Linked DNA regions of Xenopus laevis: region 2 is linked to region 1. A link is a contact called in public Hi-C data. All regions are on one chromosome and are shown on one strand. Each heading gives the region's core, a stretch centred on a gene start, on an enhancer-like site or on the middle of the called end of the contact. The rest is flanking DNA. Distances are from core to core; before and after follow the strand shown. Region 1 overlaps LOC108709637 (a long non-coding RNA gene). Region 2 holds the start of tlcd3a.S (TLC domain-containing protein 3A).

Region 1 (6,809 bases), core at 1,913-4,412:
TTTGTATGAGACGAAGAACTGTATTTTAAGGAATCCGATATGTATGTAAAGTGTTATTTAAAACAGTGGTCTTACAACAGGATAATTGTTATATGTCATCCCCTATATTACTGTTTCCCACAAAAAAAAGTAGATTTAAGGCAAGTTCACTGTTTTGTTAGCAATTTGAGAAAGACCATGAATGGGGCCGAAAATTTGTTTGTTATTTTTAACCTAGGCACAGTATTTATATCTTTTTTTTAGCAGATGTGTTCACTTTTTACATAAGCCCTACTGTCTTTGTGACTTTGAAGCCTTAAAGGAGAAGGAAAGGTTTGACATGGTAATGTATTCAAAATGTTTACCCCACATGTGCCTCCTGAACCGCTATATTTCCGCTTCTGCATTGCCATCCATTACTTAGTAATCTGCCTCGCAAGCTCTACCTTTCTTCATGCGTTAGCCGGCACCATTTTAGAAGCGCCGACGTCACTTCCCCCGCGGCTGCCCCACACTGCGCATGCGCCAATTTTTTTCCCCCTCTTCACTTGACCCCGCGCGTCATCAACGCTCAGCACTCAGCACATGCTCAGCAGTACTACAGAGAGGAACTGCGCATGATCCAGGTCGTGAGTCGCAATGGGAAGATAGGCATGCTGGGAAAAACGCTTCTCCTACTCTACACTATCAGAGGAAACGGATCAACAGAGCTGCTACAAGAAAGCACACAGAGGTAAATGTAACACACCAGCAGACTTTTAGTAACACGGCTGCTTTTTTAAAGATAATTCATGTTTGGGCTTTACAGGTCCTTTAAACAAATTGACACTACATTTGGTATTGCCATCACTGTGAACCACTGTAAAATAGTTTGCTAGTTCAGGGCTTCCAAAGCCGAGCTCTGTCGTTAAATATGGGGCAGATTTTACACAGCATAGGAAATGTAATTGCTGTAGAAAGTCACACTCCTAAACCAATATTTACTTTGGCAGTACTTGTGTGTGCTACTGCTCTGTAGCGGTAGTTGCTGGGAAATGAAAGCAAAGCATTGTGTATTAGTATTCACAGCCTATGCCATGGTTTACTGCAGGTCAGCCTAATCTATTAATTCCATTGTTATATTAAAAGTAGAAGGGTGAACCAGCAAAATGAGATTCCCTTCAAGTCCCTTAATTGAGAAACTGAAACAGTCACTGAAGACCGATACAAGTTTTGTTGTTCTTTCATCTTCTACAACTTTAGACGATTATTTTACAAACCAACTGCACTATTCTTTACATTAATGCCAGACCAAGATCAAGAATGAGCTGCTGTAGAACCCATATTGCCATTTTGCAGTCTTTGTTCTGAGTCATACATTAGAGCCTATTTTTGTGTTTGTACAACACATTGCCTTTTTAACAAGCATTCATACATTATTATATGTATTTAGAGGCCGGATAGGAAGAGCTAAATGATGTTCTGGCCATTTAAATTGACGCCGAAACTTAATTCATAAGAGCATGCTTTCGAAAATTCACTCCTGGCCCAAGTCCAGCCATACTGACTCTGACACTTGTTAAGTAGATTCTGTAACACTTAGAGGCAGATTTATTAAGGGTTGAAGTAAAAATTCTAGTTCTATTTATAATTATATTAAAATTTTAGAATTTTTTTTTTTTTTTATCAAAACTCTCAAATTTGAATTGTGAATTATCCAAACTCGATTTGCGTTTTAATTCAAATTTCAAGATTTATCATACTCTGGCCCTTTAAAGGAGAATTCAACCCCCTAATTAGCATCCCCCTTCCCCCCTACCCTAAATAGGCCCCCCTCCCTCCTGGCCTACCTGGCACCCTGGGCAAATGCCCCTAACTTTCTACTTACCCTTCCTTGCAGGTCCTGTCCAGGAGTTCACAGCAGCCATCTTGTCTTCTTCCTGTAGTGATCGGCATTTTCAGGCGCATGTGCAGTTGGAGGAATCTTGTGTTGCGCATGCGACGAAAGTCACAATATATCCGATTTTTTTATCGAAAATTTGCGCATGCACCCAAAAATGCAGATCACTACAGGAAGAAGACCGAAGGAGACAAGATGGCGGCTGTGAACTCCGCTGGACAGGACCTGCAAGTAGGGGTAAGTAGAAAGTTATGGGCATTCGCCCAGGGTTCCAGGTAGGCCAGGGGGAGGGGGGGCTATTTAGGGTAGGGGGGAATGCAAATTAGGGGGTTGAATTCTCCTTTAAAGGAAAACTATAAAATGGTCTTCATTTGTTTTTAATACTTTTAGTAGTTTTGGAATTATTTCTTTTTTGTTCATCAACTCTCCAGTTCAGAATTGCAGCAACATCTGGTTGCCAGGGTCCAATTTGCCCCAGCAACCAGGCAGAGGTCTGCTGAAGTCAGGGATCCCCATTTTAAAATGAGAAAATGGCAGAAAAGGACAATTCTGTAATAGATGTTAAAATATCTATTAAATATGAATACCAGATAAAAGATTGCTAAGAATAGAATATTCTATAACATAATAAATATTATAATATTATTTGGGCCCACTTTTTTGTTTTACACAAAGTTTCAATTCACATAGGGGCAATGGACCCACCCTTTAGCCATTGACTTGTACAATGGACCCACCCTTTAGCCATTGACTTGTACAATGGACCCACCCTTTAGCCAGCTATAAACAGCATCTATTAATCTCTCCGTAAAATAATACTCTTGAATTGCGGATTCTGTGTAATCCATCCCCGCCCCAACCAAATCGGATAATTTAACCAAATTTTTCTCCCAAAATGTCAGACTTTACTATTATAAGGATAATGGTTCATAATCTATCTCCGTACATGTTTATTAAAGAAACATCATGTTAGAATATAGAAACAATTGGCTGGTGTTGATATATTATTTCTACAGTTGACTAATTACTTTGTTATTATGTGATAAACTCTCATTATAATCTCCCTAATAAAATGCTTAATGTGAACATAAAGTAAAGAACATGTGTTTACTGTGCTACTGGTCAGGTTTATTTAATATCACACTGATTTAACTGCTCTCTGCTATATTGATACAAATAGGGAGAAACCTGTTTATAGCCTGTAGCGAAGCCAGAGCAGTATAGCAAAACACATTCATTCTTTGCATTGCAGTCTCAGTTTTAACAGAGTGTTGCAGGCTAAAGTTAGCATCCCGCTGCTGTGGATAACAATGTTTTATATTTATATGTATATCTCTGAAAAAAAGCCTTAGTGGAAAAAACTTTTTAAATACTTTTAGAATTTTTTTTATACATAAATAACTACTTTTAGAATACTAAATGTATTTGAGCGTTATGACTCTTTTTTAAAATTCAAGACATCAGTGCAGTTGTGTAAACTCTCATGCAATTAAAGGTACAGTTACTCCCAGTATCTCATTTGTGGCTTTCTTTCCTAAGAATAGCTTCTCCATCGTTACTTATTGCTGTGTGCAACTTCAATATTGTACATTAGGAAAGGATACGGCCAAAGGCAGAATAACTGCAATGTGCATTTATTGACACACATGTTACACTTCATAAAGGGTTGTTATACCCGAAACATGTTGTGTCAATAAATGAACATTGCAGTTATTCTGCCTTTGGCCGTGTCCTTTCCTAATGTACAATATTGAAGTTGCACATACGTTTGGATGGGACATGGAAAGGTGGCCTTGCTGAAAGGTAATTGTTGGGTATGAAATAGTTATTATTGCTCTGTGTGTTGGGATATTTCTCTGGATATACCACATGAACAATTAAATCGGATATAAATTGATTACTATTGCTCCTGCTCTCCTCCCATCAGCACTATTCTGTTGTCCACTATTTTGGCGGTGTAATTTTTTTTTACTTTGAGAAGAAAGCACTGGTCTTTATATGAGTAGAGCTTGCAGTCAGGTACCCAGTCAGTGCAGTCATGCATTTATCCAGTGCCATAGAAACACCCTTTGTGCCTTAAGTAATGATTAGCAAGATTGGGACCATAAAACCTTTGGTGTAATATGTCCTAAATAAACCACAGAGTTCCCACCACTACATACATTCTGGAGAGTTATATTTCTGGTTGCCTAACACTCCAACTGAATGATGTTGTTGCCACTCCCAAATGACTGGACATTGCAAAGACTTGGTTCCTGTGCTATATGAGAAGTTGGCCCACAGGCTAGATTTTGGGCAGCATAAGATTTGACCAGCAACTTGCTGGTGGCTAAATTACAATTGTCTAACTGCAGAGTGCAAGGAAGGCAAAAGGGAGGCACAGTCTGTCTCTTCCCGTCACAACCTCCTGTTTAATTCTGCTCCCACTTGATTATTAGATTATTATTGAAAACCCCTGTGTAACTCTTGGTGCTGTATAAATAAATAATGATAGTCCTCATGGTGTCTATAGATGGGGAACGGTTGGCTGAAACAATCAGATTGGCTGACCATCTCATGGTCAACTTAAGTGTAAAACATGCAGAACAAGACATGGTAAGCAAACCGAAACTGATTTAGTATAACAGAAAATAAATGACTATATCTTACTAAACTAGTGAACAAAATATTTAGTATTTATAAATTTCTTACAGGATCAGGCAAAATTACAACTTGAACAGTGGCTTTTCCAGGTGTGTCCAGGCTGACTAGAGGAGTCAAAATGTTTTGATTTTCTTTTTTCATCTGTGCTGCGATGCTTGGAAGCTACCAAAACAAAACAGGAATACAGTTATTCAGTGCAGTGCAGTATAAGGGGTAGATTTATCAAGGGTCGAATAGTAAATTTATATTCTCGAATTTCAAAATTCACACATTCTTATTTTAATCCCTCTATTGAAATGTGAGATTTATCACACTCGACCATAGAAACAGTCTTAAAGCGATACCGACACGTTCCTATAAAAATCATAGGAACATGTCCGTATCGAGTAAATGCTGCACCCGGAATAGTTCACCTCAAAGCCGCCTCCGCAAACCTGCATTAACACGACCACCCGACACCGCTTAAAGATCTTCTATATTGTTTCAGTGACTCTGGGCTGGGGGTGGCGCGATCCTTCCATAGGCTAATTACGAATAAATATGAAAACAGGAATGGAAGGATCGATCCGCCCCCAGCCCAGCGTCACTGACGCGTTGCATGATTTTTATAGAAACGTGTCAGTATTGCTTTAATTCGAATATTCGCCACTTAAACCTGCCGAGTTCATGTACAAGTCAATGGCAGAGGTCCGCTGAGTCATTTGGAGATGTTAATAGCCTTCCTGACATTCAAGGGGTTTTTTTTCAGAGAAAAACTCTCTTATATATGAATACAATTTGAATTTTCAGGTCGGAACCATTCAATTGAATAGTAGACATTCAATTTTTTTCTTAGATAACCTCCCAGTGGAATTGTGAGTATATTCGAATTTAAAAAAATTCACATGAATTCGAAATTCAACTTTGATAAAATGAGTCTCTAAGGGGCCCATTTACTTAGTTCGAGTGAAGGAATAGAATACGCTTTTTTTATTATATTCCTTCACTCAAACTAAGTAAATTTTGAATATTTTTTTTGGCTACTTCGACCATCTAATTGGCTACTCCGACCACGACTTGGAATCGAACGATTCAAACTTAAAATCGTTCGACTATTTGACCATTCGATAATCGAAGTACTGTCTCTTTAAAAAAAACTTTGACCCCCTACTTCGCCACCTAAAACCTACCGAGGTGCAATGTTAGCCTATGGGGAAGGTCCCCATAGGCTTCCTAGCAATTTTTTGGTCGAAGAAAAATCGTTCGATCGATGGATTAAAATCCTTCGAATCGAACGATTCGAAGGATTTAATCGTTCAATCTAACGATTTTTCATTCGATAGTACTATTTGCGGAAAATCTTCGACTTCGATATTCGAAGTCGAAGGATTTACATTCGGCAGTTGAATATCGAGGGTTAATTAACCCTCGATATTCGACTCTATGTAAATCTGCCGCCACGTGTCACACCACGAACTATGCAAGCGTCTTGTAGCCTTTGCTTTTCTCAGGAAAAAAACAGCAGCTATAAAACAAGTGTTGTGCCCTCCAATCACATCCAATGTGCCAAGACTTGAATCTGGCATTAGTTAGCTACACCTTAAAATGACAGCTAAAAGGTCCAGTTCAGGTAGCAACTGTGCAGTTATGCAAATCTCCACTAATGGTAAACACCAGGAAACAATGACATTTACTATTTCTCTCCACAAAAAAAGGTGCTGCTACTTGAGAATGATGAACCAGAGCATTTTGTTGTACTCAAGTTCTGCCAAAGACACAGTCTGTGTGCTAAAATAAATAAAAAGTTAAGCTGAATGCTTTGTTGCTATTAAAGTTGAAGGTTTTTTTCTTATTCATTTACATTTCCCCAATGCTAAGAACCTTACACAAAATGTGAATCAATAAAAGACCCTTTAATAATCTTAATTCAAATGGTGGCTTTGCTACAGTTTATGCAGGAGTCTGTCTGCTGTTTGACGTATATATACAGATTTACCAAACTGTGGTAGAGGCACCAGAATAAAAATATTACACACAAAGCCCTCCAGAGGCAGAAAGCAGAACAATTCAGCATGCAATAAAATCACTAAATTCCATTTAAAAATGTTTTTTGAATGAAACAACAAAATCACACTTTGGTAATTTTGAATTTCGGGGAATACGTACTTTCTGAAAATATATGCTGTTTTGGGGGTCTGCCTTACTATTAGGAGTAGCAGAGTATAAATGAACATATAACTCTCAGCAGATAGCTAAATACTACCTCATCTTTAGGGCAAGCAAAGGCAATTCTGCCAAATGCTGTCCCATGGTCCACTGGTCCACCAAT
Region 2 (6,809 bases), core at 1,386-3,885, 37 kb before region 1:
CCTCGGTTGCGCGCCCTTGCGCACAGCTGCAACGGGGACCGAAGTTGCTAATGGCCAGCCGGGTTGCCTGGGGCAACTAACAGACCTGGCTCGGCACTAACTATTATTATGATGATTAGTGTATCATCTTATGATACGCTGTTGCTATGTTCATATCATTGCTGTTCACAAATAATATGAAACTATCTTTAGACTGCAGCATATTTAACAGTATCAGTTCTTCATTATTGTTAAATCTCACTATTATTATGTGTTGTGTTTGTGTTATCATTTCTGGGTTCCTGGTGGGGGGGTTATAGGGTGAGGTTAAAGTTTGGGGGTAGTGTTTTTCCTACCCATGGGCAGAGACTTCATAGGTTTGATATATAAATCCTGTCTTTTTCTTATTTGAAATGGGGGGAATATATTTGTTATCCATTTTTCTTAGTGTACTGGGACGCCTTGATTCTTTACATCTAAAGAGACAGTCAAAACAGGATTACCCTAAAACTTTCAGCAATGTGCTATGCTCGGTTCATTACTTGTTTGCTTGTGAGTTGGCAGGTAACTCCCTATCCCACATTGGATAGCCCAAACAAGAGATGCAAAATCTATGGCACAGGCAATATAACTTAAAGTAAAGACGGGATCAAATGCCATTACTGGAGGCTGATATTTTTTTGGTGGGGGTTAATCAGCTATTTCTGATGGTCATTAACTGTAATTTCCAAATATGATTCTAAAGATAATCTCAATGCAAACCGCCCTTTAATAATGTACTTAACTGATATAGCCAGCAGAGGGCAATGATACACCATTTAAGAAATATTTAAGTATTTAATCTGGAACTGTATTAACTTAATTAATACACAGGTGTGTTGGGGTGGATTTAAACCTATTGTGTCATAACGGGAAGTGAGGTCTCTGAGGAAGTGTTGTATCACGAAACGCGTCAGACCTCAGATGCTATGTTTATTTGATTAAAACTATGTCGAAATAAAGTGTATGATTTTACTATTGACCTGGAGACAAGCGATTATTTTTGGAGTGCGCTGCCTACATATTACTGTCTTGCTGTTGGCGTTCCCCCTAGTGACGGACTCGGGACGGCTGTACCGGGGTCCAAACGATTGCAGGGTAAGATTTCAGCTCTTTTTTACCTTGTCGTATGTTAATGAAGACTGTGGAAATCCAGATTTAAAATTAAGAGCAGGGTCCGGGGGGCAATTAGCACCCAGGCCAACCAATATTTACGGTGAGCAAGATTTGGTCTGTAATTAATTAACAGCTGATATTGGAACCTGCAAGATTTCTTACTTATAAAGGAGATTTAAGCCGATAACGGAGCCTGAGTTTTTTTCTGTTGGAATGCAAAATCTATGGCACAGGCAATATAACTTAGTAAAGACGGGATCAAATGCCATTCCTGGAGGCTATTTTTTTGGTGGGGGTTAATCAGTTATTTCTGATGGTCATCAACTGTAATTTCCAAATATGATTCTAAAGATAATCTCAATGCGAACCTACCTTTAATAATGTACTTAACTGATATAGCCAGCAGAGGGCAATGATACACCATTTAAGAGTGACCATGTTTAATGAGAGCAGAAACATTCTTTATCATTATCAAAATACTTTCCTTAAAAATATAGCAGCAAGCAGTATTTTCACATTTTATATTTTACCAGTTAGTTCCTCAGGCACTGTGCTATAGAATTGCAAAACACATCGCTATGGAGTGTGGGCTCATCCCTGCGGAAAGGACACTATTAAGGAAGATCCAAGACCAAAAAGTAGCACACATCTGCAGCAAAGAAGAAACTACAGTTACTGTTTGCTGGTGCAACGATAGGGACAAAACATGTCCAAACACCTCAAAATGTCATTTAAAAAGTGACAGTGACATTTGTTCCCTTTTATTTTTCCTTATTGTTCTTTCCCCTTTTCTTATTCCAAATTATTATAGTATAAAAAAAACACATCATACTAAGAGCGGAAACAGTTCTGATATGGTATCTTGTTCTTGCATATGTCCCAGGCTTTGAGCCAAAACGTCATATCATCAGTTCCATTTAGAGACAGTCAAAAGACATGCACCCATACACCAATGTAAAGAAAAACAAATCTTACATGAATTAATTTCTAATTACTAATTGGCTTAACCTATACAATATAATATTAATCCATACACTCACAAAGCTGCAATATAATGCATTCACTTACCTTATTCCTTATTATTACCTTATTAAAATCGTCCGTGTAGTCCTACCCTTATACCTATTAAAGGCACGCTTTCCTCTTGCCCTCATTCTCTGCTTGGCCAGATGTCGAAATTATCCCTTTATTATTAATAAATCTCTGATCTAGGCTCTCTTCATGATTTCACAAATGTCTAAAATAAAGTATTAAAAAGTAACAAATTGCTAGCTAGCTCCCGCCTGGAGTCAAACCAGTGGCCTGGTGTTTCTATGCTGTCTGCATAACCTCTGCCCTATTTGAGCAGACAGCTGAGGTCCTGGTTTACTCCTTTAGCTATCCTTGTATTTGCAAGAAGGCATGGCTTGTTTCACCTGTTACCAATTTGGCCACAGGTGATCAGTGTAAGCCATTAGGCTGCCTAAAAAACCCCTTACACTGCACTGACTCATTGCCCAATGTAGGTCTATTTCCTGGGTGTAATTCTTGTGATTTTCTGTTCCTGACCTTTGCTTGTTGTTGACCATGCTGTATCACTACCTGAACCAACCCTTGCCTATTTGACCACTCTTCTGGATCCTGACATTGTACCGTGTAAGTGATTGGTTTTGACCCCGGCCTGTTTATCCTGATTACTCTCCTGATTCTGTACTGCACTGTCTGACTGGTACTGTCCTGGCCTGTTATTCCTGAATATGCTTCTGGTTTTGACTCTGTACTGCACTGGTTGGTACTGTTGCAGCCACGACTTCACTTTCTTTTCCCCGTTTCTCCTGTATACTTTACGGTTCCCTTGCCTGCCCAGAACATTCTCCATGGCGGCATCTGAGTAGCGGAGGGTGCTATAGGCAGAAGCGTAAGCAGACACCGGGAACTTGGGGTTTGTTTTGGGATACCATACATTACAATAGCACCTGTCAGTTTCCAATCTGACATGGGGTAGCTAGCATCAAGCTGATTGTTGCACTGGATCCCGCCTGAGGTGTAGTCCTAGTAATAGCCTCTATACAACAAGAAAAGTGCCCAGACAAAATATATTTAATTCAGTTTAAAGAATTAAAAAGTTTGTCATGGTAAAAACATAACTGATAGATGCTCTGTTTGATAACTGATTTTTTGGGTCATGGGTTTATGATGGGTTTTTCTTTTCATTTTGAAGTTTTGACTGTTCCCCTGTGGAATTTGTGGAATGCAGCTGTTTTATCACAGTGAGGAATGTAACAAAAATAGTTCATGATCTAACAAGCTGTACAGTAAGTGGCCAAAGTGAATAGTTGCAGCCTTAAAAAGAAAATAATATTCAATGTTAATGGGAGAAATGACCGATAAAACAATCATTTTCTTAGCTACGGATGTCAGTGAGAGCCATTTGAAAGCTTTAAAGAAAAAGAAGGCAAATAATACATCCAGACCAAATGAAATCCTATAGCATACTAAAATGTAACGAATAGGTAAATAACCATTTAATGGTAGTTTTTTGTTTTGTGCATAATCTTAAAAGTTAATTTATAGGTATGCATCAAATGCGCTATTTTGGATTGGATTTGTCCGAATCCTTCGCGAAAGATTTGGCCGAATACTGAACTGAAAACAGCAGGGGAAAACATTTTTTACTTCCTTGTTTTGTGACAAGAAGGCACCTAATTTCCCTCCTCCCCCCAATTTGTATATACAAATTTGGATTCGGTACGGCCGGGCAGAAGGATTCGGCCGAATCCTGCTGAAAAGGGCCGAATCCTGGCCGAATACCGAACCGAATCCTGGATTAGGAGCATCCCTACTTATAGGTGAATAACCCCCTAAATGGTAGTTTTTGCTTTGTGTATAATCTGTATAGTAAAAGGAACTGTTGACATCAGAAAAGGAGAATCCAACATAACAAATCACAACAGTTGTACGGCCTGTACCATTACCGTTACAGGATTCGAGGCTCCTACTCCTATAATTTATGTATTTCAGGACTATCAGGACTTTTGGAGGTAGAGTGCAAGGGTCTGAATAACTTCAGTATTTAGATATTATTATAATAACAGCTGGTCTGATAACAATATCCAAGTGTAAACTGTTGTGAATGTATCTGCTCTCACTCTGCCGCACTAGCCCCGCAGTGTGCTCTGCCTCAATGCCAGCTCATTACTTATCAGCTCATTCCTGTTTTTGTCAGCTGAATAAATTTCAGTGTCTGCACATAGCTTGACCAATAAGTGTTTTTTGGTGTTTAAGCTGATGGCCTCCATTTTGAACCATGGTGAAAGGGTGCTTGGATTTTAGAGTATGCATTAGAGCTTTATACTTTACAGGGTCTATCCTGTGGTAACTTGCCACAGGGAACAGTGTTCTGCAGGTTACAGTGGACAACAGAAAACTGCTCCTGGTAATGTCTAGAGCCCAGATTCTTGTGGAATTTCAGTTCTGCTGTGCCCTTTCTGCACTAGAAATACAGACCCTCTTTGCCCCCAAAGCAACACAAAAAAGGTAAGTGAGGGGGGCATATTGTAGGTAGGGTTGCCACCTGGCCGGTATTTTACTGGCCAGACCGGTAAAAATGATGCTTGACCTGAATGTTATTTATAGGGAAAAAATATAATAATATATAGGAAGGCCGGTATTTTTTTCCAAAAAAGGTGGCAACCCTAATTATAGGCCTCCTCAGAGTTGCCCGAATTGTCCCTTACCATGTGACATCTTGAAGCTGCATCAAGAGTGCTAGTACAGCAGCAAGAACTAGCTTCCGATTCCGCACCTCGGATTTTGTAGAACCGCCCTTTCGCCATTCTACAGTGTACATCCGGAAGCAGAGATTTAGTATGTTTTTTGGATAAAGCATTGAATATAATAAAATTTATGCACAATAGAGCTGTTATTGAAGCAGTTTAGAGTGGATTTGTCACATAAAATTTTTTAGTGTTACTGTTCCTTTAAGGCTGTCATTCCTACAATGAAATTTAGGGCAGCTTTATCAAAATTTGAGATTAGAACTCACCACAGAAAAACTCCATGTTCTATTCATTCCTATGGGATATTTAGAATCATATTTCTCATTGGAGCTCACCATTTGATAAATATGCTTCTAAAAATCCCATAGGAATGAATAAAAAGTCAGTGAGTTTTTCTGTAGTGAGTTCTAAAGTCACACTTTCATAAATCTGCCCCTTAATGTTTAGACATTTATGCTCCTATTGTAGTATGTGTGCTACTTCCTGCCCGTGAGTGGCATAACAAGCCAAGGTTTGGCCGGGATGCAGTATGTGTACCTGGGCCCCCCTCCAGAGCTGTGGGCCAGCACTCTCCCGGCGTGCGCAGTGAAGACTTTCCCATGCCCCGTTGCCCTGATAAGTTATATCGCTGCTTTGGTGGACCACAAGGGGGTGCAGGCCCAGGCGTTTTTGCACCCCCAGTAGTTACACCACTGGTGCCCATGGGAAGAATAATGCACAAGTGCAACTATTTATACAAGGGAACCCTAGAGTTGCAAACTTTTAAAAAAAAAAAGGTCTTGATGCAAAGGGATGGGCCTTTTACGTGAAGGGGGAGGGTTGAGACATCACAGACTGGCCTGGGCTGATTCTTTATAAAGAGAAGTGGTAAGATACAGTAAGATCTGGCCAAGGGTGCATCTGAAGGAAGGGTATTGTAAATTTATTGGAAGCTATATTGCTGGTAAATATGTATCCCCTACCCTGGCAGGCAGGGCTGCCATCAGAAATCACAGGGTCTCGTACAACAACATGTTCTGGCTCCCCAGTCCCTGCCTGTAGGGTCGGACTGGGCCAGTGGGACACCGGCCCAGTCGTGTGACTGCATCCCTAACACGTCATATGTGCACATGAGAGAAGGGCCCTGAATCTGGAAGTCCAATGTTGCCGAATGCCCCAAAGCTCCACCCCAGATTCAGCCCACCCCACAGTAAAAAGGCCACACAGACATCAATGCTAATTCCACCCCAATACAAAAATGTAAATGTCATGTGCACCTGATTAATGAAAACATGCTTAGGCAGCTGCATCAAACTCAGGCACAATTAAACCTAGCACAGTGCCCACAATAACTCAAGAACTGCTAAGAAGAAACTGTGATTTGTGTTGAAAATTGCACTCTGCACACTCCAAGTACATCGCCAAATGGTCCTTCTACGCTACAGGGTTTTGCTTTTAGAAATTGTTGACCATAGCCAAGCACTTTCTCTCTCGCTCTCTCTAAAGCTGGCCATAGACGCAAAGAACAGATTGTACAAATCAAGGATTCGTACGATTTTCGGACCGTGTGTGGAGAGTCCCGTCATTTTTCGTCCGGCAGAGATCGGTCGTTTGGTCGATCGGACAGGTTAAAAGATTTCTGTCGGCTGCGGGTAATATCTCTGCATGTATTGCCGATAGTATGATTTTCAGAGGGAGACTGTCACTAGCTTTGGTCGGACATAACTTTCGTACAATTACTACAGGCAGGCAGGGCCGGAACTAGGGGTAGGCAGAGTAGGCACGTGCCTGTGGCGCAAATCTGGGGGGGCGCCAGGCACGTACCTGCTCTGTCGCCCCATTGTTCGACCCTGTCTATCCCCGACTGCCGTGGATATTTTTTCTTAATTGCGCTTTTGCGCATGCGCGCACGTAGTTTTGCGCAATTTCAGTTTTGCG

The links. A called contact is a pair of places that touch in the nucleus more often than the background predicts.
Region 2: a contact with region 1 is called in a Hi-C map of the XTC cell line, with 3 times the contacts expected there. The contact joins the promoter of tlcd3a.S here to the enhancer-like site in region 1. A contact is called at or near these places in 3 of 4 Hi-C or Micro-C datasets (the XL177 cell line, the XTC cell line and animal cap).

The regions. Positions count from the first base shown.
Region 1 is chr2S:87,945,789-87,952,597 of Xenopus_laevis_v10.1, reverse strand. LOC108709637 (a long non-coding RNA gene) reads right to left here. Exons shown (of 5, transcript XR_001934666.2): 3 at 6,744-6,809; 4 at 4,550-4,663. Among protein-coding and RNA genes, the nearest start is that of LOC108709637, 15 kb to the right of the region's middle. Within about 2 kb of position 3,162, at least 1 of the 7 cell types and tissues checked has an H3K27ac peak or open chromatin away from gene starts, as enhancers often do.
Region 2 is chr2S:87,982,680-87,989,488 of Xenopus_laevis_v10.1, reverse strand. tlcd3a.S (TLC domain-containing protein 3A) reads left to right here and starts at 2,635. Exons shown (of 5, transcript XM_018249666.2): 1 at 2,635-2,769.